Linked DNA regions of Mus musculus: regions 1, 2, 3, 4 and 6 are each linked to region 5. The links are chromatin contacts, called in public ChIA-PET, HiChIP or PLAC-seq and promoter capture Hi-C maps. All regions are on one chromosome and are shown on one strand. Each heading gives the region's core, a stretch centred on a gene start, on an enhancer-like site or on the middle of the called end of the contact. The rest is flanking DNA. Distances are from core to core; before and after follow the strand shown. Region 1 overlaps Limch1 (LIM and calponin homology domains 1). Region 2 has its middle 5.7 kb from the start of Gm40315. Region 3 overlaps Bend4 (BEN domain containing 4). Region 4 overlaps Limch1 (LIM and calponin homology domains 1). Region 5 holds the start of Tmem33 (transmembrane protein 33). Region 6 holds the start of C330024D21Rik (RIKEN cDNA C330024D21 gene).

Region 1 (3,093 bases), core at 94-2,593, 220 kb after region 5:
TGAGGTTTCAGAAGCCCACAGCAGGCCCAGAGCTTTGCTCTGCCCGTGGTTCAGGATATACAGTACTCAGCTAATGCTCCATTCCCATGCCTGTCTGCTTCCTGCCATGATGATCATGGACTCTACACCCTCCTAGGACTGTGAGCTCCAAATCAAATGCTTTTCCTTGTTTAAGAGTTGCCTTGGTCATAGTGTCTCTTCATAGCAACAGAGCAGTAACTAAGACTGCTCATGTGAGCCAAACAGGGGTACACCTACAATCTCCGTGTTCACTGAGCATCTACTGTGGGTTAGCTATAGTGCCATAAGCCAAATTCATGGTAACAGGAAAAATATGTTTTGAGCATTTTATCTTAACTCCTTGTATTTTACAGAGGACACAGACTGAGAGACACTAACTTGACTGCCAATGGTCTCTTAAGGCTCTCCAGGCCACTCCACCTGAGAATTGCTACGGAACGCATGCCACAGTGCTGTCCCACTTTAGAGGTGCACTGCCGCTGCCAAGGGTAACAAATTCCCTGGGGGTGGAACCCTTATTAGCCGAGTGGTTTGAGAGCAGAAGGGAAATGTAGGAGGGAGGCATTTGCCACAGAGAAGGTGGTACTAGGGGAGAGGTGGCATTCAGCTAGGTGCCAGCCCCTTCCAGAGGGACCAGACCAGCCTCTAAGTCATGCTCTGAGACTAGCTCCCAGAGACTGAGCCACCAGTCAAAGATCATACATGGGCTGGTCCATGGCCCCTGGCACATAGGTAGCAGAGGACTGCCTTGTCTGGTCTCAGTGAGAGAGGATGTGTCTGATTCTGTAGAGACTTGATGCTCCAGGGAAGGGGGAAGTTGGGGGGTGAGATGGGGAGGGTCGGTGGGTGATGGAGGTGAGTGAGGAAGCACCCTCTTGGAGGCAAAAGGGAGTGGGGATGGTGTGAAGAACTCTTGGAGGGGTCTGGGAAGAGGGGAGACAACATCTGGAATGTAAATAAATACATTTTAAAAAAAGACTAGCTGGGCCACAGGAATACATTTGGCAAATGGTAGAAACTGTATTTCACTCTGTTTTGTCTGATTTGTGAATTTCATTGACTGTTGCTTAGATTAGGGACAGAGTGAGTTATTTCAATCTCATACAAGTTGATGTCATAGCCAAGGGAGCTACCAATGAGAAAGAGAATAGAAATTCTAATTAAAAAAATGTATCTGCATCATGCAGAGAAAATGATGACCCAGATCCAGAAATAGACAGTTTGGCTTCAAAAATCAATGATATTCACTTGAAAGGTGCTCATGAGTAGGAAGAGAGGCTGGGATATACGGATTTATGATTCATTCACCTGACAGTAAACCAAGTGTAACAGCCTGCCTATAGCAGGAGAGCTGGCATGTTGGCACACGGTAGTGACCTCAGCACCAGGAGACTAAGGCAGAAGGACTTCAAGGGGATTGAGGCCAGCCTGGGCTACATGGTGAGACCTTTTTTCAAACAAAACAAAACACACCAAGGAACAACAGGGGCGAGCCAACAGACTTAATACAGGGCAGATGAGCCCTGGGCTTCTCAGATGGAGCCATCATTCCAAGGTCTCAGACAGGCTCAGTGTGAGAACTGAAATCTGACAGCTAGCCATGGCCACTTACTGGGTGGAATATATTCTATTAGGGCAATGTCTGAAACCCCATCACATAAAAATCATACGACTGCAAGAACAACAAAGATGCTTTAGATAAAGCCTTAAGGCCTACAAGGCTCAGAAGCCCCATTGTCTTCCAGCATCCAGTTGCAACTTCTTGTTACAATGTCTGCTTTTAGCAACAGAAAGTATCTGGAAAGACAAACTGCACAGATGTGGTTTTCTTCTTCTAGGAGGATTTTTTTTTCCTCCCAGAGGGACTCAGGGTCAGAGAGCTGCATCTTTAAAGCTGGACTTGACCTACACATCTGTCTACTATGCGAGGGGAGAGGATGTAAGGTTACAGGAGAGATTTCTCTGCGCAGGACAAGACCGGAATCCTGACATCAGCTTAGAGCAGAGAGCACTGTGTACATACCCTGAAACACTGAATGTGAAAGTAGAGATTCAGGGTCTCGATGATCATCGCAGCACCTTTACCCAAAGTGAGCCCGCAGGAGGAGCACAGTTTCTTCCCGCTTATAGACCTGGGGCGGGGGGCGGGGGGAGGCACAGTGAGTACAATGAGAAATGAGAGCCTTGGCTCGCGCCACAGGCAGCCGCATGCAAAAATGGCAACATGGATTTTTAAATAAACCATTAATAAAATGAGAACCATCGAACTGACAGTGGATACAGAATTAAGCAGAGCCATACACTGCCAGCAAGCTGAAGGTGACAGGTCATCACGTGGTGCTGAATCTGCTGTGTCTGGGGCATGCTGAGATGACTCAACATACGACGTGTCTCATGTTTAAGGAAGTCCTAATGACACGAAGATTTAGCTTTACCAAGTGTATTAGTCAGGGTTCTCTAGAGTCACAGAACTTATGGATAGTCTCTAGATAGTAAAGGAATTTATTGATGACTTACAGTCGGCAGCCCAATTCCCAACAATTGTTCAGTCGCAGCTGTGAATGGAAGTCCAAGGATCTAGCAGTTACTCAGTCTCACGCAGCAAGCAGGCGAAGGAGCAAGGGCTCGAGCTAGACTCCCTTCTTCCAATGTCCTTATATTGTCTCCAGCAAAAGGTGTAGCCCAGATTAAAGGTGTGTTCCACCACACCTTTAATCCCAGATGAAAGGCATAGCCAGATTAAAGGTGTGTTCCTTAACTCGGAGATTCAATCTTCTGGAATCCATAGCCACTATGGCTCAAGATCTTCAAACCAAGATCCAGATAAGGATCTCCAAGCCTCCAGATAAGGGTCACTGGTGAGCCTTCCAATTCCGGATTGTAGTTCATTCCAAATATTGTCAAGTTGACAACCAGGAATAGCCACTACAATCCACCCCTTGTCAACTTGACACAAATAATATCTCATGTTCACATGAAACAATAACAAGGTTGTAAATACGCCTAACATGATATAACTATCCCTCGTACAATCGCAAACGCAGTAAATTTACAATGGGCATTCATATTACT
Region 2 (3,133 bases), core at 501-3,000, 180 kb before region 5:
TCACCCTGGAGGTTTTCACAGCCAAGCTGAGAGATCATTTTCCCCAAATGCACACACAGCATCTTGGTCAATTAAATACACTACAGAGATGGCCAAGACAGCATGGTTGAAATGAGGTGTCCTTTCCCAATATCAGGTTGTACATGGATCTTAAGAACTACAGATTCAGTTAGAGTCCAGTTAAAAATGTTGGAGGACACAGTGCGAACATGAAAGGAGAAGAAATAAAGGAGAGGATGGGAGAAAGGCTAATGACTCCTAAGACTGAATCCTCAGGAAAGAAAGCAGCAGATACCACTTCCCCAGACTAGAGCACATCCTGCCTGGCAGGGCATAGGCAAGGTCAGCCTGAGCTATAAAACAAGGCTTCTCTTAAAAACAACAACAACAAAACAAAACCAAAAGTCCAGATAAAACTCCATGGCGTTATAAACTAAAAACGTGGGAAGTGTCTGCCAGAGGAGATAAAGAAGACACAAGGAAAACATTTTCATAGATGAAGAGGGTGGGAGGGAGCATGGGAGACAGGCTGGGAGAGCTGCTGCTGGCGTCCTGATGAAGCAAGGCTATGTAAATAAACTGCTCCATACAGCATCATCACTCAAAAAGGCTAGCTCCCTGTCCTACCTCTAAGCAGCCCACTACCGCTTTTTTAGAAAGGAAGGAAGGAAGGAAGGAAGGAAGGAAGGAAGGAAGGAAGGAAGGAAGGAAGGAAGAAAAAAGAAAAAAGAAAAAAAGAAAAAAAAGGAAAGGGAAGGGGAAGGGAGGGGAGGGGAGGGAAGGGGAAGGGGAAGGGAAGGGGAGGGAGGGAAAGGGGAGGGGAGGGGAGGGGGAAGGGAGGGAAGGGAAGGGGAGGGGAGGGGAGGGAAGGAGGGAAGGGGAGGGGGAGGGGAGAAGGAGGGGAGGGGGAGGGGAGGGGAGGGGGAGGGGAGGGGAGGGGAGGGGAGGGAAGGAAGGGAGAAGGGGAAGGAGAGGGGAAGGGGGAGGAGGACCAGAAAAGAAAAGAAAAGAAAAAAAGAAAAGAAAAGAAAAGAAAAGAAAAGAAAAGAAAAAAGGAAGGGGGAGGGACTTTAGACAGGCTGTATGGTAGAATTTCATATTTGCTAAGCATGTAGACACATGAACTTTAAAAAAAAAAGCAGCAAGGATGTATGGAAGTCCAAGTGTTGATGGTCACCATCCGTGGATAGTGGTATTATGGGTAACACTTTTGTTGTTAATTGTATTCTTCTTTTTTACCTGTCCATGATGAACTTGGACTACTCAAGTTTTCTTTGGAAGGCAGGAATGTGTAACACTGTAGAGAGCTTTCTAAGAGAAACAGCTCACTTTTCAGAAAGTCCCTGTGAGGCTGCTTCCTGCTCCTGAATACACTTGGGACCAGCCCCACCCCACCCCCACCCCCACTCCCCACCCCACCCCCACCCCTGGCCACTGGTCAGGCTTGCAAGCTGCCATGGGTTTGGGAATCTATAACAAGTAATCACGTGACTCAAACCCTAAGTGGACTGGTTTGAGCACAGCGCAGGCTTTGGGGACCAGAATTTATCTTCTAATTTCCTTAACAAAACACGCTAAGCCCTCTGTTGTTCCATCATAAACTGCCAATAAAACCGTGTCAAATCTGCCTACCTATCTCTCGGCCTATGGATTCCTGTCTTCTTCCTCTGGGAAACCCTGAGAATACAGCTGGGTTCACTTGTCACCAAGTACCACCAATGGTTGCTGTACAGACTCATGGAATTCCCTGGCAACAGAACGTAAATAAAGACGTAAGCCCTGGGAAAGGGGCACTGGGCAGCTACGGTGTGGAGTGGGGGGTGGGGGTGGGGAGGGAGTTCATAACTCAGGGGAGACCTGCATTTTCTTGCTACCTCATAGACCCTGGCACCTGACAGAAGAGCAACTTGACAAATATGCGACAAATATGCAGAGTGTCGTCTCTCACCATAGGAATTACCAAAGAAGCTAAAAACAGCAACATGCGCCGCATAATCTCTAACCTCGGGGGACAGAGAAACAGAAGCGCTGTGTCAATCTCATTTCCTTGTTAGGCGAATTATCATAAGAGGGGGGCTCTCGTTCTGAACACCACACTTCACTACCGTTTACAGGGCTCAGCCTTCTGAAATATTGAATTCCATAGCAATTTTATTTTTTGCTTTTGATCTTTCCTGTTTTACTCATTTATCCATAAACATGAGCTACTGAACCGATCTTAAATTAAAGAGCTAAGGCTAAAGCCCCAGGCCATCCAGATAGGACTAAACCAACATCCCAAAAGGGACTTCTTGGTGGACATGAGGGTGTCTCCATCTTTTGGACACCTTGATGTGAGATTACCTGCTAGCGATCCAGCCCTCATTTCTCTTGTTCCTCCAGTTTAGGGAGGGAGACTTAGGCGATGTATGTGTTTTCCTGGGAAGGGACGGCAGAGGAGTTCTCCTGAGGTTAATTTTGTAAGTCATCATCTCTTGTTAAAACATTATCCTCCAGGACACTTCCGTGAAGGAGACTTGTTGAAACTACCCTGCAAAGCAGTACTTTTTTTTTTTTTTTTTTTTTTTTTTACCACTTAACTAATTTTAAAAGTAGCTCATTCAACCAATTTTGGCAACTGAACTATTTTCTGAAATCCAGAATAGCAAAACCTTGGGAGCTAGACAGGGACAAAAGAAGAGATTCGGAAGTCTCAGTGTAGGGAGGACATCATTCATTTACCAAGACACTGGCAGAGAGGCAAAGCAAGACTGGGGTGGACCCTGGGTGGCCTCACCCACTCTCCCTGTGCTACCCCTTGGGCAGAGGGTCGGAGCAGCAGGCGTTCATGGGCTGCTCCACCCATAGGAATCTGGAGGCTCATTCTGGTTCCATGAGAAAAGTGGACACAGTACCATGCCTAGCCCATCTAGGCTTATAGGATCTCACACACAGGGGTGGAATGAGAATCTACATCCAGGGACCCACTTCAGAGTTTATGCACTTTGTGTGGCTTGTGGAAGGGCCAGCAGCACACGTTGACTGTCAGAAACCCTATGATACACACCTAGGACTCCATCTGAATCTGTCAATCAAGAGCAGGGGAGGGGTGGGAGGAGGGGAGGGAAGAGCTAATCGCTGTCTGTTATCCAAT
Region 3 (2,865 bases), core at 128-2,627, 140 kb before region 5:
ATCTACAAACACAGCAAAGAGCTTTGAAAATGGGGTAGAAATTCAGACTGTGAGTATCCGTTTAGAAAGGACTTTTGGGGAGGCCAGTTTTGTCAGAATAATCACGCATCCTTTAGATTCAATATTTAGCAAATATTGAACAAATCAGCTGAACAGTTTAGAAGTAAAAGAAATTAAATGGGTAAATGAGCTGTCATTTACAGTGGACCCAAGACCAGTGTCTTTGGCTGTCCAAGAGAAAGGGTTGTTTGTTTGTTTGTTTGTTTTTTCCTAACTATAAAAACTGTCTCCGGATAACATCCAGGATAGCATTAATGTTGATAGCTTCTTGCTGGTCTGGGGCACTCACTATCATCTTGTTAAAATCCTCATCTGTAGCACCGAAGACTTCTCATACTGCTGTTTATCTGCTCTGCTGAGTCCCGTTCCTCTCTTTGGTGGTTTATTTAGTCAGTAAGCTTGGACAAGCTTCCCTTGGTTGTCTTGTAGTCTTTAAATGATCCATCGAGTTTTCTCTTCCACGAGTTTGCAACTTTTACATTAAGTTTGGGAAGTTAGCAGGAGCTAGCCTCAGGGCCTTAGAGCCTTAGCATAAGGAATCAGACAGTCCCCATGGAGAGGCCTGAGTTCCTCCTCCACCTCTTTAAAGGCTCTGATCTCAACACCAACTCTGGGTAGCATCATGCCCTGGGACAAGCCTTTGTCAATGCAGCTTCTAATTGTCATCTCTGCATAGGCGGACATTAGCTTTAGTTGACTAAGAGCCTGTATCACCTTCACTATCAAATGTAGCTTTAAGGAAGGGGGTATCTAAATCATTTGTGGGTACACCTACACCAAGGGTTCTTGCCACTTGCTTCAGATGTGCAGAGGGCACCCGCTGCTTCCTGTACTGTATTGCAAGGTCTGGATGATAATAATAAGAAGTGCAGTGGACTACTGATGAGCTGTTGTCAATTACATCTGGAGCATTCGTTCAATATGATGTTGAAAGGGGTGTTTCTTGTGTGTGATCCAAGGTCTGGGAAGTCTGGCCTAGGAAATCTCCAGTGTCGGGAACCTAGCTGTTGTGCATATGTGGAAACTAAGGACTACAATGCTGACCTCCGCCGTAGCAGTTCTCACATGTAATTACATGAGGGCCTAGAATTAGCCTAGTCAAGTGTCCCTTTTTTCTGCCTGCTTATGTGATTGCTGTTTTCTTCAGCTTAGTTTACCACCTGATACCAGCAGTCAAACACTTAGGATTGTTTCAGCCTTCTGCTGGCTCTTTCCCTGTGTGGGCATCCATTTAAGGCTGGGGTGCTACTCAAGTCATAGTGGTTTCCTGTGTGGTCCCCTGACTATTAAGTCAGCCTGCAAAAGGTGCCGCTTCTGGCAGAACTCCCTGTTAAAGCTGACTACCCTGATTTCCCCACATGCCTTGAGTTTGTTGTCTAGAGGTCTGAAGATGTTGTCAAATTGACTTGGTTTGCTTTTCCACGTCATTCTGGCAGTCAGACACATTGTTTTCGTGATGCAAAACCTAGTCCTCTGTCAACTTTTAGAATTACCCTGAGCCGTTCAGCGTTGGTTGGAAGTAGACTTGAGTTAAAAATATCTCAGGATGCAGCTGTGCCCTGTCATTGGTGAGGAAAATGTGGTTGCCGGGCTGGTGTAACTGAATGTGGCGTTTTCGTCAGTGATTGGGTAGGTCCGGAGTCCCAGTGTCCAAGGCTCGATAGTTCACAGTGGTGCTTTCCTGGTGTATCCTTCATTTTCGAAATTAAAATGCCTGCTTCTCACAAGTGTTTAACCTCAGGCACAGATCTTGCCAAGAGAATGATGGCCCTGGAATGAGCTGTCAGGGGACTGAGACCAGGGACCTGTGGAGGGGAGCAGAGTTTTACATTTGATAAGGCCCCATTTCTCATCAGCCCATTTGTGGGTGTTGAGCCTCTCGTGGTATCAAGAAAAGTGTAGCTGTTTCTACAAGTCCTTAGCCCTGTTCCTCGTCGGTCACAGCATTTAGGGGACTGTCACCATGTGTTTCCTAAGGCTTCCCTATGGTAGAGAGTGGAGGAGTAAAAGCATGCTGATCTCTTGGTCAGGTGGTGAGGGAAGCGCGTGCCTCTGCCAGTCGCTAGTGGGCTGTTCCTGTAGACTGCCCCTTACCCTTCAGTGATCTGCACCGAGGCCATGCCTTCGTCAGGATGACAAGGAGACAGGTTACTGCAGTCTTACTTGGTGCAGCTGGATGCATGGCATCAGGTGGTCGGCACTGGCACAATTGGATTGTGGTTTTCTCTCAGTCCAGTAATGATTCTTGAATGATTTGCTGTCAACACAAAATCTAAACAATAACTCCTAAACTTAGGAATCTGCAGGTGTGTGGTTTCTGCGTATCCCTGCCATTTAATGACTTGTGCCTCTTCTGCAACTGAGAAAGTGGACAAAACTCCTGGGAAGGTGTGAATTATGTCCAGAACGCAAACATGACCCTCATTTGAGTTCTGTGTTTTGCGGTACAGGGAGTCAACCATGTATGTGCTCTAGACTAGCCCTGATACCCACTGGCTACCTCCTTAGTTTCTCTATAGATCAGTTGACTTTTTTTTTTTTTTTTTTTTTTTTTGTAGTTTGAAGGTCATTTTTGGTGACTTAGAATTTGAAGTGTATAATTTCCTCAGTGCGGTATCATCTCGCAGTACAGGTCTGTGTTAGTCTGTGACAGCTTTCACATGTGGGTTTGTAGAAATGTAATGGAAAGTGGGTTTGCACATACCGTGTGAGTCTTCCTGCTGTGTGCTTAATGTGGCAACACTTGCCAAAGCTGCTTGGCAAACACGTCAAAAGGGATGCTTGAGTCACAGCTCTAATGCAAAT
Region 4 (3,032 bases), core at 213-2,712, 240 kb after region 5:
CTGTTATTTCAAAATAAAAAAAAAAAATTGGATCTCAGTTTTGGTTGAGTACTCCCTAAGAAAATCAAATACAAGTTAAAGTCACTCTGAAGGCACGGCTTTGTTCTTTAAGAGGGAATACTCACGGGTGTGCTCCCAGGGGACTTTTCACTGCTTGGAGAATCCGCTATGCAGAATAAAAGAAAGAAAAGAGGCGTCAGTGTGATAGCTTTCGGCTGTACTGGTCTCGTGATCCTCTCAGTTGAGTGCAGTTCCTACGTTAAGTTAACTTTGGCAGTATTAGAAAACCACCATGAAGCAGAGGCCTGCGGAAGGTTGTGCCCATCACCAAAAGGAAGAAGAGCGGAAGACATCAGGAAGCGCTAGGTACTAGACTCTAGGAAGCTTTGACTGCAGCTATGAGTGCTGGCTCTTAGTACAGCTTGCACTCTGGCAAAGGGAGCAGTCCCTCCACTGTCTCTCATGGAGAAGAAGCCCCACACCGAGAGGCCAGACGGCATCCAGGAAGGACAGAGTTCTTGTAACACAGTTAACAAGAGAACCTTGTGGCTTCTGATCATCGTTTTAAAGGCGCGGGGGGGGGGGGGGGGGGGAGGGAGAGCCAGGTGGATACCGATGGTGGTATTCCTCTGGCATCTTAAAATCAATATAAAGTTCCGTGGAATTCCTCCCGGTTTTAGTACAACACGTGCTGGTGTCAAGGAACAAGCTCATTGCTAACTGTGTGTCACAAACAAGCATCTCTCTTTAAAAAAAAGAAAAAGATCTAAAATCAGAAAGGAAGACAAGTGCCAAACGACATTGGTTGACCCAACATGGATTTTTTACATAAAGAAAAGGCCAGTGACCTGGTATGTTGTTTACCTGACTGGGAGAAAAACTGGGACCGTCGCCAAGAGTTCTGAACTCTCAGCGGGGCACTGCCAGGCAGCTCTAGATCAGATGGCAAAATAGAACAAACAGAAATCCATGAAACTGGGTGAGAACTGAGCAGAACACATTCCACATGTCAAGGTGGGTCAGTTGGGGTCGACTCAGGGACTGACCGTCTCTGAACCTAACATGTAAAACATCTTACCACAATACACACAAAACCTGACGACGTGGACAGTGGGCAGTGGAACTGGCCAGTCTGAGTTCCTGAAAGCTTTTACACCTGTACTCAGTGGGGATTTTTTTTTTTTTAAGAGTTAAAGGTCAAGATGTCATAGTAACAGGCTATGCAGAAGCAACTCTAGGAAAATCAAAAAGGCTGTAGAGATGTGTAGTGGGTTTGTGGCATTCTTCACACCACACTGATGAAAGGAGGAAGTGTGTGGCTTGCTTCCTTTCAAACATCCAGACAGCACACGTCTGCTGGAGGTGCCAAGCGCACAGAATTTCTGGCAAGCATTTGCTCCCTACGCAGTGAGGCTCTGCTACTTCCATCCCCGGAGCAATGAACACAGCAGTCTAAAGCCCGTGTTTTACAGAAACAACTTGGACAAAGGAACTCTGTCAGCTTTAGCTGTAGTTTATGAGTGGTTCCAGAGTGCTGAATGACTGTATTGATGCACACGTGTATGCTTCGGGGGACCCGTGGAACCCTTTTTCAGGTTGACAGGCAGATCAGCAGTGACCTGTGTGAGCATCTATAAATAGATGGCTTTAAAGAAATTGGGGAGACACCAACTTCTGGGGGAGAGAGAATTTACGAGGTGCGGTTCCAGGGCTTCTGGTTCCTTTGGACTGGAGGCTGGAATTCATGCTAGTCACTTAAATGACTTCTTGTATCTGGGCCATAACCCATGACTTCTTTCACCACACTCCAGCTGATGACAAGCATGCCTTCAGAGGCTACGTTTATTGGAGGTCTCTGGCTTCCAGAAAGACAGGCACTTCGTGGAGTCTAAATAAGCACGACGGTCCGTTTCATGTCCATGTGCAATGTCTTGAGACACCGTTCAAATAAATAGTTCAAGTCAGTGGCTCACAGGTCGGGATTTCTGGGCGGCTATAACAGCATCGCTAGACACGTGAACTCGCAGGAAGTACAGATTGGGCCTCTGGTCAGGTCTAAAGGACCAGACCCTGAGGGCCGGGTGCCAGTCCTGAGGGCTTAGGCACAGTCTACTTCAAACCCTGTCACTGTCTTGTCAATGCTTGCTTGCTTGCTTGCTTGCTTGCTTGCTTGCTTGCTTGCTCGCTCGCTCCCTCCCTCCCTCCCTCCCTCCCTCCTCCCTCCCTCCCTCCCTCCCTCCCTCCCTCCGTCCCTCCCTCTCTCTCTCTCTTTCCTTCCTTCTCTCTTCTCTTCTCTTCTCTTCTCTTCTCTTCTCTTCTCTTCTCTTCTCTTCTCTTCTCTTCTCTTCTCTTTATTTAAAGGAAAACACTTAAGAAGAGTTTATTATTCATGCCTAGCACTCGGCTCTATACTCCCTCCCTTAATGCCATTATTCTTCCATTATTCTTCAATAACTAAATCCGATTCTCTTAAAAACTAGAGTGCAGTTATTTGTATGTGACAGGCAGATAGATCTTGGGGAAAACTGGGAGGGAAGACTATGTAGCTAAGAACTTGATGAGCCAAGAACCTGAAGGTGTTCTGTCTCCAGTGCTCACACTTAAAATCCCAGTGTTCATGAACCACACATCATAACAGCACAAGTGCCTGCCAAATCCAGTTTTCCCTTGAAGAACTACCTTTAAGACTCCAGTATTAGGATATTTTATTTTTTAAATTATTCAACCCAGATAAAACATGAGGTAAATTTCTTCAATTTAATAGCAATTTCTCAAAACCAGAATGTCTTGTGGGATATATAAATATATGAAGTATCAAGACTAGTTGATGTGGCTTACATATCTATCCTAACAATATCTCTTATTTACATAGTCATAAAGTGCTAGAAACAGAATGTAATGACAATGTCTAAACATGGCTAAGCGGTTGACACAGTTGTGAGATCTTATTTGCACTCATCGTTTTCAGGACTGTCAGCCTGAAAACTCCGGGCCAATGCTTTGGAGGCAGTATGAAATTTGCTTCAACAGTA
Region 5 (2,713 bases), core at 141-2,640:
ATTCCCCAAAGAATCAACATAAAATGGTTCTTGTGTCCTGAGAAGGGCATAATCAAAATGTAATTTCAGTTTCTAGAGCCTTCTGTAAAACAGGTCTAGACTTTTGAAACTAGGTGTGTCTTCAAAGCCCAGAGATAATAGAGGGATTTCCATGGACTGACTGGGAGTAAAGAGGCAGAACAAATAAACACAATGGCTGCTTCCCAAAGAGGGGAAGGGACAATGGACAGTTAAGGAAATCTGCACGTGAACTACAAAGTAGATTAAAATGCATCCATGTTCAATTCCCCAAATGTAATGAAGTGGAAAATAATACTTAAGTATTTTTGGGTTATCAAAAATCTCCAAATGGGTCAGCAAAGTTAAGTGCGTGTACACAGTACAGGGGTGTTGTAAAAAGCTTTTTAAAAAAAAAAAAATCAAAACTTCAATTTAAGGGCAAAAACACAAAAACTACCTCGAGTCGACCTGTAGATCAACATTTTTAATTATAAAGTTTACAAACGGGCAGTCCTCCTCTTTGTAAACGACTAATCAAAGAAACACACCACTCTCTCCCCTTTGCAAAATTTCTTAAAAGGCTTGAAGTAGGTACAAAGGGCAATACTACGACGCGCACCACGAGGCATGTGGGTTGAATAGATGGTATTTTCCACCTTGGGGGCCGAAGACGATCGGAGACCGCGGTGTGGGAAGGGGCAAGGAGGCCAACATCCCTAGCTGACAGGTGACAGCCGCCTGCTCCAGAACTGCCTGTTGTCGCCTTTGAAACAAACTTGGAGCTCCTCTGGCCGCCACTCGGCTCCTCCCTAACCCCAGTCCGGCAGGCAGCGGCTTCTAGAACCCTCTAGCCCTCTCAAACACTTCCTGCTCCTCGCCAACTCCGGCTGATGGAGCCGGGCGACCAGGCCGCTCACTTACCACAGCGCCCGCCCCTTGGGGGCCGTTCGGGGTCGTATCCGCCATGGGAGACACTCGGGAGCCCGGGACGCTGCAACAGCAAAGAAGAGCAAAACGTCAGTGCGGGGCGACGACCCTCCGACCTGCTTTCAGAGCCGGCAGGAACCCCAAACCCCCGGAGGAACGGGCCCTCCCGGACGCGTGCAGCACACAGCCGCAGAAGTCCCCCTATGGCGGCCCGGTAATACCTGCCCCGCTCGGTCCAGACCGAAGCTGCCTTTCTAGAAAGACCCAAGCGAAGGCGGAGCTTCGGAGAAAGGCCTTAAAGGGCCGATCGACGCCGCCGGTTCCCGGGGTTGCAAAACCGGAAGTGATCCTTTCGTTTCCACGTGAGTCAGGCGGGACGTTGAGAGTCACCGGGCGTGGTTTCCGGAGGCATGACGGGAAATGCAGTTTTTCTCCTTGTTTTGGTTCCACCTTCCCTACGAGCCAATTGGCACGGAAATGTTAAGTAAAACCACCGAGGCAACTTTCGTCTTAACCGGCACTCAGGCGATTTTCCTCGCTGGCTTCCGAACCTCAAAAATCTCTCTACTTCCATATACAGAAGCTTCAGAAATATCTATGATCTCTCCAGATAGCGATTCACCAAACCCTGTGATTTAGTTTTCTTATTTCAAGCACTAGTGAAACCGGCTATGTGACAGACGCTTGGAGGAAAAAAAAAAAAAAAGAACATAACACTGACCTTCTCAGAGACAATAGAGCAAAAACGACCACAAGCTGAGTTAATCAGGGGTTTCTGGAAAAGTAATTCTGGCCATAAATCTTGAAGGGAAAGGAAAAATTGTATATGAAAAGGGAAGGAGGTTCCAAATAAGAGAACAGAGCAGGTAAAGTAACAGAATGAATCAGGACAGTTCGGTGTGAACTGAATGAATGGGTCTGGGGGGGGGTGAAAGATTTGAACTGCTGAGAGGCAGGGTGTGTGGCAAGAAAAACATTACATGAGGGCACGGGAGGGGTTGGAAGGAAAGGGGAGAAATGATGAAGTTATATTTTAATTAAAAATATTTTTAAAGACTTATTATGTATACAGTGTTCTGCCTGCATGTATGCCAAAACTTCTGAACTTAACTCTGCAATCTAGGGAGCCAAGCTACAACTTTAAGCAGAAGTGTGACATCATCTATATTAGAAAGATCATAGGGAGGCCATTGCACACAACTAGGGAGAGCAATGAAATCCTGAATTGTGTGATGGTGTGGGAGAAAAGAACAGGAAAGAAGACTTGAATGTGGCTTCCATAATTTCATGTCTGGCTAGATAAAAGGTATGCAGGGGTGGGGGTGTCGTCTGCAGAGACCCGGAGAAGAGGCATAGAGAAAAATGAAAAAGAAGAACAGAAGAGAGAGGTGGAGGACAGGAAGCTGACTACAGATCTATACTCCAACTTAGGAACCGAGTATCTCTAAGCTCCTACTCTCTCAGAAGTACAATTGCCTTTATGATTCATGGCAGCCTAGGCGCCAGTCAGCTGCTGTCTAGGAGTCAAAGGATGCTCGGTAGAATGTTGTAAACTTTTCTTCTAAGGCCAATGTCCACATTCAGGTCCCCACAATCTCCAGTCTAGATTCCCTATCACCCAAGCTCAGCTAACACATTATCTTCTCTGCATTGCTGGAGTATAATTTGTCCCCTATTTTAGAATATTTATCATTGTCTAATATTTCTTTTTGATTATTTGTTTAATCTGGCTCTCCCACCATGTATGGGTAGTGTGTGTGTTTGTGTGTGTGTGTATGTGTGTGTG
Region 6 (2,774 bases), core at 273-2,772, 200 kb before region 5:
ACCTTCCTTTCAGGGTTGTAAAAATGGCCCATGTGTCTGAAACATTAGATAAACAATAAAAGCTTATGCAGATGGAATTTATAATATTTTGCAAAGAGAAGATGCTCGAAAAGGACACATCAAACGGCTATGAGAATACAATAATAGCTTTCCCATCTCCCAAGGAGTCTATGGCCCCTGGATTCCTTCCAGGACACTGTCTGGGTGTCTCAGTCTAGAAGCCTGGATATAACCTGAGTGAGACTTAGTGTGACAAGAGGGGCACATCCTCTGCTGTGACAAATGACACAGCTGAATGTCCTCCACCCTGACATCATGGCTCAACTCTCCAAAACCCACAGGAGGTCCCTTGAAGCAACTGATAACGCTATCTGTGTTTTGCCTAAAAGAGCTCTTTACCAATTATGTCTAAACAACTGTACCCATCACTTGTACTCCCTAACTTGTGTGGAGGTATCCTGAGAACGTCATCATAAGGTAAGGTTTATGATCCTTAATCCCTAATTCTGAAACCCAGAGAGCTCTGTAAGCCAAGTTTCCCTAACGCATTTGGTAGGAAAACCTGAGCTTGGGCAAGACTGCTAATTGAACTCAACCCCATGGTGCATTTCGCTGTGGAAATAGGAGGATACTATGAGATGATTTCATAACCTCCAATGGCAGTATCATACCCTCTAGTACACTGCTTCTCAACCTTCCTAAATCTGCAACACTTTAATATAGTTCCTTTTACTGTGGTGATCCCCCCCTGCATCATAAAATGATTTCATTTCTACTTTATAGCCTTAATGTTGCTACTGTTATGAAATGTAATGTAAATATTTGTGTCTTAGGCGACCCCTGTGAAAAGGTTATTGAACTCCCAAAGGATCTTGACCCACAGATAAAGGACCACTGCTTTAGTATAACACCAACCTTGAGATGCCTCCAACATATATGTTTTAAGGCTTCGCATGTACAACTAGCTGGATGTAATACTAGGCTGGCTAGTTTTATGTCAACTGTACACAGGTTAGAGTCACTGGAGAAGGGGGAGCCTTTGAGGCAATGCCTCTAGAAGATCAAACTGTAGGCAAGCCTGTACGGCACTTTCCTCATTGGTGATTGATGTAGAAGGACCCAGCAAATTGTGAGTGGGGTCACCCCTGCATAGGTGGTTCTGGGTTCTATAGGAAAACAGGCTGAGGCAACACCTCTCCATGGCCTCTGCATCAGCTCCATCCAACACAAGGGAAGAGGCTGAAGAAGCCCCAGAAAAGACATTAAAGAATGGAGGATCAGGGGGACAAGGCAAGGTCGTGAGTGGAGGGAGCGCCAGCGGGCAGGGCCCGGCCCCCGGGGCTGTGGCTTCGCCAGACCTGCTGACGGAGCACCTGAGCTCAGCTTCCCAAGGAAACTTACAGAAGGAAGGCTTTATTTGGCTTATGGTTCCAGGACAAGTCCATCTCCATAATGATGGGGAAGCGTGGCGGTGGAGAGGCATGACAGCGGATGGCAAGGATGGCAACCGGAAAAGGAAGCTGAGAAGTCACATTCCGGAATCGCGAGTACAAATAGTGAAGAGCAAACTAGTAGTGTCACTCTTTAAAGTCCCTCCCCCAGCTACGTAATTCCTCCGGGAAAGCCATGCCCTCTAAACCTTCAGCAAACAGTAGCACTTACAGCCCCCAAAGGTCAAGGCTAAGGAAGACATTTGTCTTTCAAGCTACCTTGCTCTCAGCTCCTGCCATGGGGCAAGAATCCCAGCCCTTGCCCCCTCTGAGTTATGGAACAGCCTTTTTCTTCTTCTTCTTCTTTTTTTTTTCTTTTTTTCAAATTGATTGAAATTTTCATGTAGTTTGAGCTGAGAATCACAAAAAGAGGAAATAAAGATTATTTCAAAAGGTGAAAAAATGTTCAGAAATTGGTCAACTAGGATGGACGAGATGGCTCAGCAGGTAAGGGTCTTGCCATCAAGCCTGAAGACCTTAGTTCGATCCCTAGGACCCACACATTGGAGGGAGAGATTCAACTCTCACAACTTGTTCTCTGACATCAATACTGGCACCATGGTATGCTCACTCTAAATAAGTCAAGCTCTCTCTAAATAAACAAATGGTCTTTTTAAAAGTTAGCTCTTGGTTAATTAGAAAACAAAACCAAATTCTTCAGCACATAACACTCAAGATATTAAGATGTCAAATATAAAGTATTAAAAACTTTAGCCAGGTGGTAGTGGTGCCCACTTTTAGTGGGACAGCCTTCTGATCAATTCCTTTCCTGTTTAAAGTTACCAAAAGAGGTTCTGTTTCTTTGGCTGTGAGAAATGAATTCACATGAGTAGAAAAGTAAGATTAGAGGCTGGAGAGACGGCTCCCCGGTTAAGAGCGCTGGCTGCTTTTTCAGAACTCCTGAGTTCCATTCCAGGATCTAGTGGCTTACAGCCATCTGTGATGGGACCTGATGCCCTCTTTGGGGCACAGGTGTACATACAGACAGAGCATTCAAATACATAAAATAAATAAATAAATCTTTAAAAAGAAGAAAAGAAAATTCTTTTCTTCTTTATGTTAAAAAAAGTGATGACTGCTGTTGGGGAAAGATCAGGGTCCTTTTAGAGGTTTGACAATGAAGACAGACATTGGAGCAACTGCTAAAAAAAGATTGGCTAACAGGAGGTGTTTGAGGGGTGACAGGTAGGGAAGGGTGAAGCTTAGGTAACAGGGGACAGGATGATGTAGAAGAGGGGAGGGAGGAAGGCTGGGAAGCTGGGGATAGAAAGAGAAAGGTTTATT

The links. Promoter capture Hi-C pulls out the DNA fragments that hold promoters and counts their contacts. ChIA-PET counts read pairs in DNA pulled down with a chosen protein or histone mark. HiChIP or PLAC-seq counts read pairs in DNA pulled down with a chosen protein or histone mark.
Region 1: an H3K4me3 HiChIP or PLAC-seq map of the SCID.adh cell line shows a contact between it and region 5, with 15 read pairs. The contact joins the enhancer-like site here to the promoter of Tmem33 in region 5. A contact is called at or near these places in 7 of 39 promoter capture datasets (cranial neural crest, embryonic stem cells, frontonasal cranial neural crest and 3 more), 1 of 15 datasets of contacts at CTCF or cohesin (the NIH/3T3 cell line), 1 of 484 Hi-C or Micro-C datasets (embryonic stem cells), 20 of 115 datasets of contacts at active chromatin or transcription factors (the SCID.adh cell line, bone marrow-derived macrophages, craniofacial prominence and 13 more) and 3 of 9 other capture datasets (adipose tissue, liver and pancreatic islet).
Region 2: a promoter capture Hi-C map of pre-B cells shows a contact between it and region 5. The contact joins the enhancer-like site here to the promoter of Tmem33 in region 5. A contact is called at or near these places in 3 of 39 promoter capture datasets (pre-B cells, stem cell-derived epiblast-like cells and trophoblast stem cells), 7 of 115 datasets of contacts at active chromatin or transcription factors (the 230-238 cell line, bone marrow-derived macrophages, effector CD8 T cells and 3 more) and 2 of 9 other capture datasets (adipose tissue and liver).
Region 3: a contact with region 5 is called in an RNA polymerase II ChIA-PET map of effector CD8 T cells, with 32 read pairs. The contact joins the enhancer-like site here to the promoter of Tmem33 in region 5. A contact is called at or near these places in 1 of 39 promoter capture datasets (the C10 cell line), 9 of 484 Hi-C or Micro-C datasets (the C10 cell line, CD8 T cells, Th1 cells and 5 more), 4 of 115 datasets of contacts at active chromatin or transcription factors (CD8 T cells, effector CD8 T cells and embryonic stem cells) and 1 of 9 other capture datasets (liver).
Region 4: a contact with region 5 is called in an H3K4me3 HiChIP or PLAC-seq map of the SCID.adh cell line, with 23 read pairs. The contact joins the enhancer-like site here to the promoter of Tmem33 in region 5. A contact is called at or near these places in 5 of 39 promoter capture datasets (cranial neural crest, embryonic stem cells, frontonasal cranial neural crest and 1 more) and 16 of 115 datasets of contacts at active chromatin or transcription factors (DN3 thymocytes, the SCID.adh cell line, SST interneurons and 13 more).
Region 6: a promoter capture Hi-C map of stem cell-derived epiblast-like cells shows a contact between it and region 5, with 3 times the contacts expected there. The contact joins the promoter of C330024D21Rik here to the promoter of Tmem33 in region 5. A contact is called at or near these places in 6 of 39 promoter capture datasets (the 3T3-L1 cell line, the HPC-7 cell line, embryonic stem cells and 3 more), 1 of 484 Hi-C or Micro-C datasets (the G1E-ER4 cell line), 5 of 115 datasets of contacts at active chromatin or transcription factors (the 230-238 cell line, bone marrow-derived macrophages, effector CD8 T cells and 2 more) and 1 of 9 other capture datasets (liver).

What each region holds. Positions count from the first base shown.
Region 1 is chr5:67,043,406-67,046,498 of GRCm38.p6, reverse strand. Limch1 (LIM and calponin homology domains 1) reads right to left here. Exons shown (of 26, transcript NM_001001980.3): 24 at 2,045-2,153. Among named protein-coding and RNA genes, the nearest start is that of Gm33040, 45 kb to the right of the region's middle. Within about 2 kb of position 1,343, at least 16 of the 459 cell types and tissues checked have an H3K27ac peak or open chromatin away from gene starts, as enhancers often do. A contact at or near this core is called in the SCID.adh cell line and bone marrow-derived macrophages, where this site is marked.
Region 2 is chr5:67,443,213-67,446,345 of GRCm38.p6, reverse strand. No RefSeq gene overlaps it. Among named protein-coding and RNA genes, the nearest start is that of Gm40315, 5.7 kb to the left of the region's middle. Within about 2 kb of position 1,750, at least 26 of the 459 cell types and tissues checked have an H3K27ac peak or open chromatin away from gene starts, as enhancers often do. A contact at or near this core is called in embryonic stem cells, pre-B cells and trophoblast stem cells, where this site is marked.
Region 3 is chr5:67,394,108-67,396,972 of GRCm38.p6, reverse strand. Bend4 (BEN domain containing 4) reads left to right here. Exons shown (of 5, transcript NM_001164806.1): 5 at 1-2,865. Among named protein-coding and RNA genes, the nearest start is that of Gm33345, 9.9 kb to the left of the region's middle. Within about 2 kb of position 1,377, at least 106 of the 459 cell types and tissues checked have an H3K27ac peak or open chromatin away from gene starts, as enhancers often do. A contact at or near this core is called in CD8 T cells, Th1 cells, double positive thymocytes and 3 more, where this site is marked.
Region 4 is chr5:67,023,206-67,026,237 of GRCm38.p6, reverse strand. It overlaps Limch1 (LIM and calponin homology domains 1), which reads right to left. Exons shown (of 26, transcript NM_001001980.3): 17 at 126-166. Among named protein-coding and RNA genes, the nearest start is that of Gm33040, 25 kb to the right of the region's middle. Within about 2 kb of position 1,462, at least 31 of the 459 cell types and tissues checked have an H3K27ac peak or open chromatin away from gene starts, as enhancers often do. A contact at or near this core is called in the SCID.adh cell line, where this site is marked.
Region 5 is chr5:67,259,242-67,261,954 of GRCm38.p6, reverse strand. It overlaps Tmem33 (transmembrane protein 33), which reads right to left and starts at 1,390. Exons shown (of 8, transcript NM_028975.4): 1 at 1,149-1,390; 2 at 922-991. The coding sequence starts at 966.
Region 6 is chr5:67,462,646-67,465,419 of GRCm38.p6, reverse strand. C330024D21Rik (RIKEN cDNA C330024D21 gene) reads right to left here and starts at 1,522. Exons shown (of 8, transcript NR_110363.1): 1 at 1,402-1,522. RefSeq lists a cis regulatory region at 944-2,006.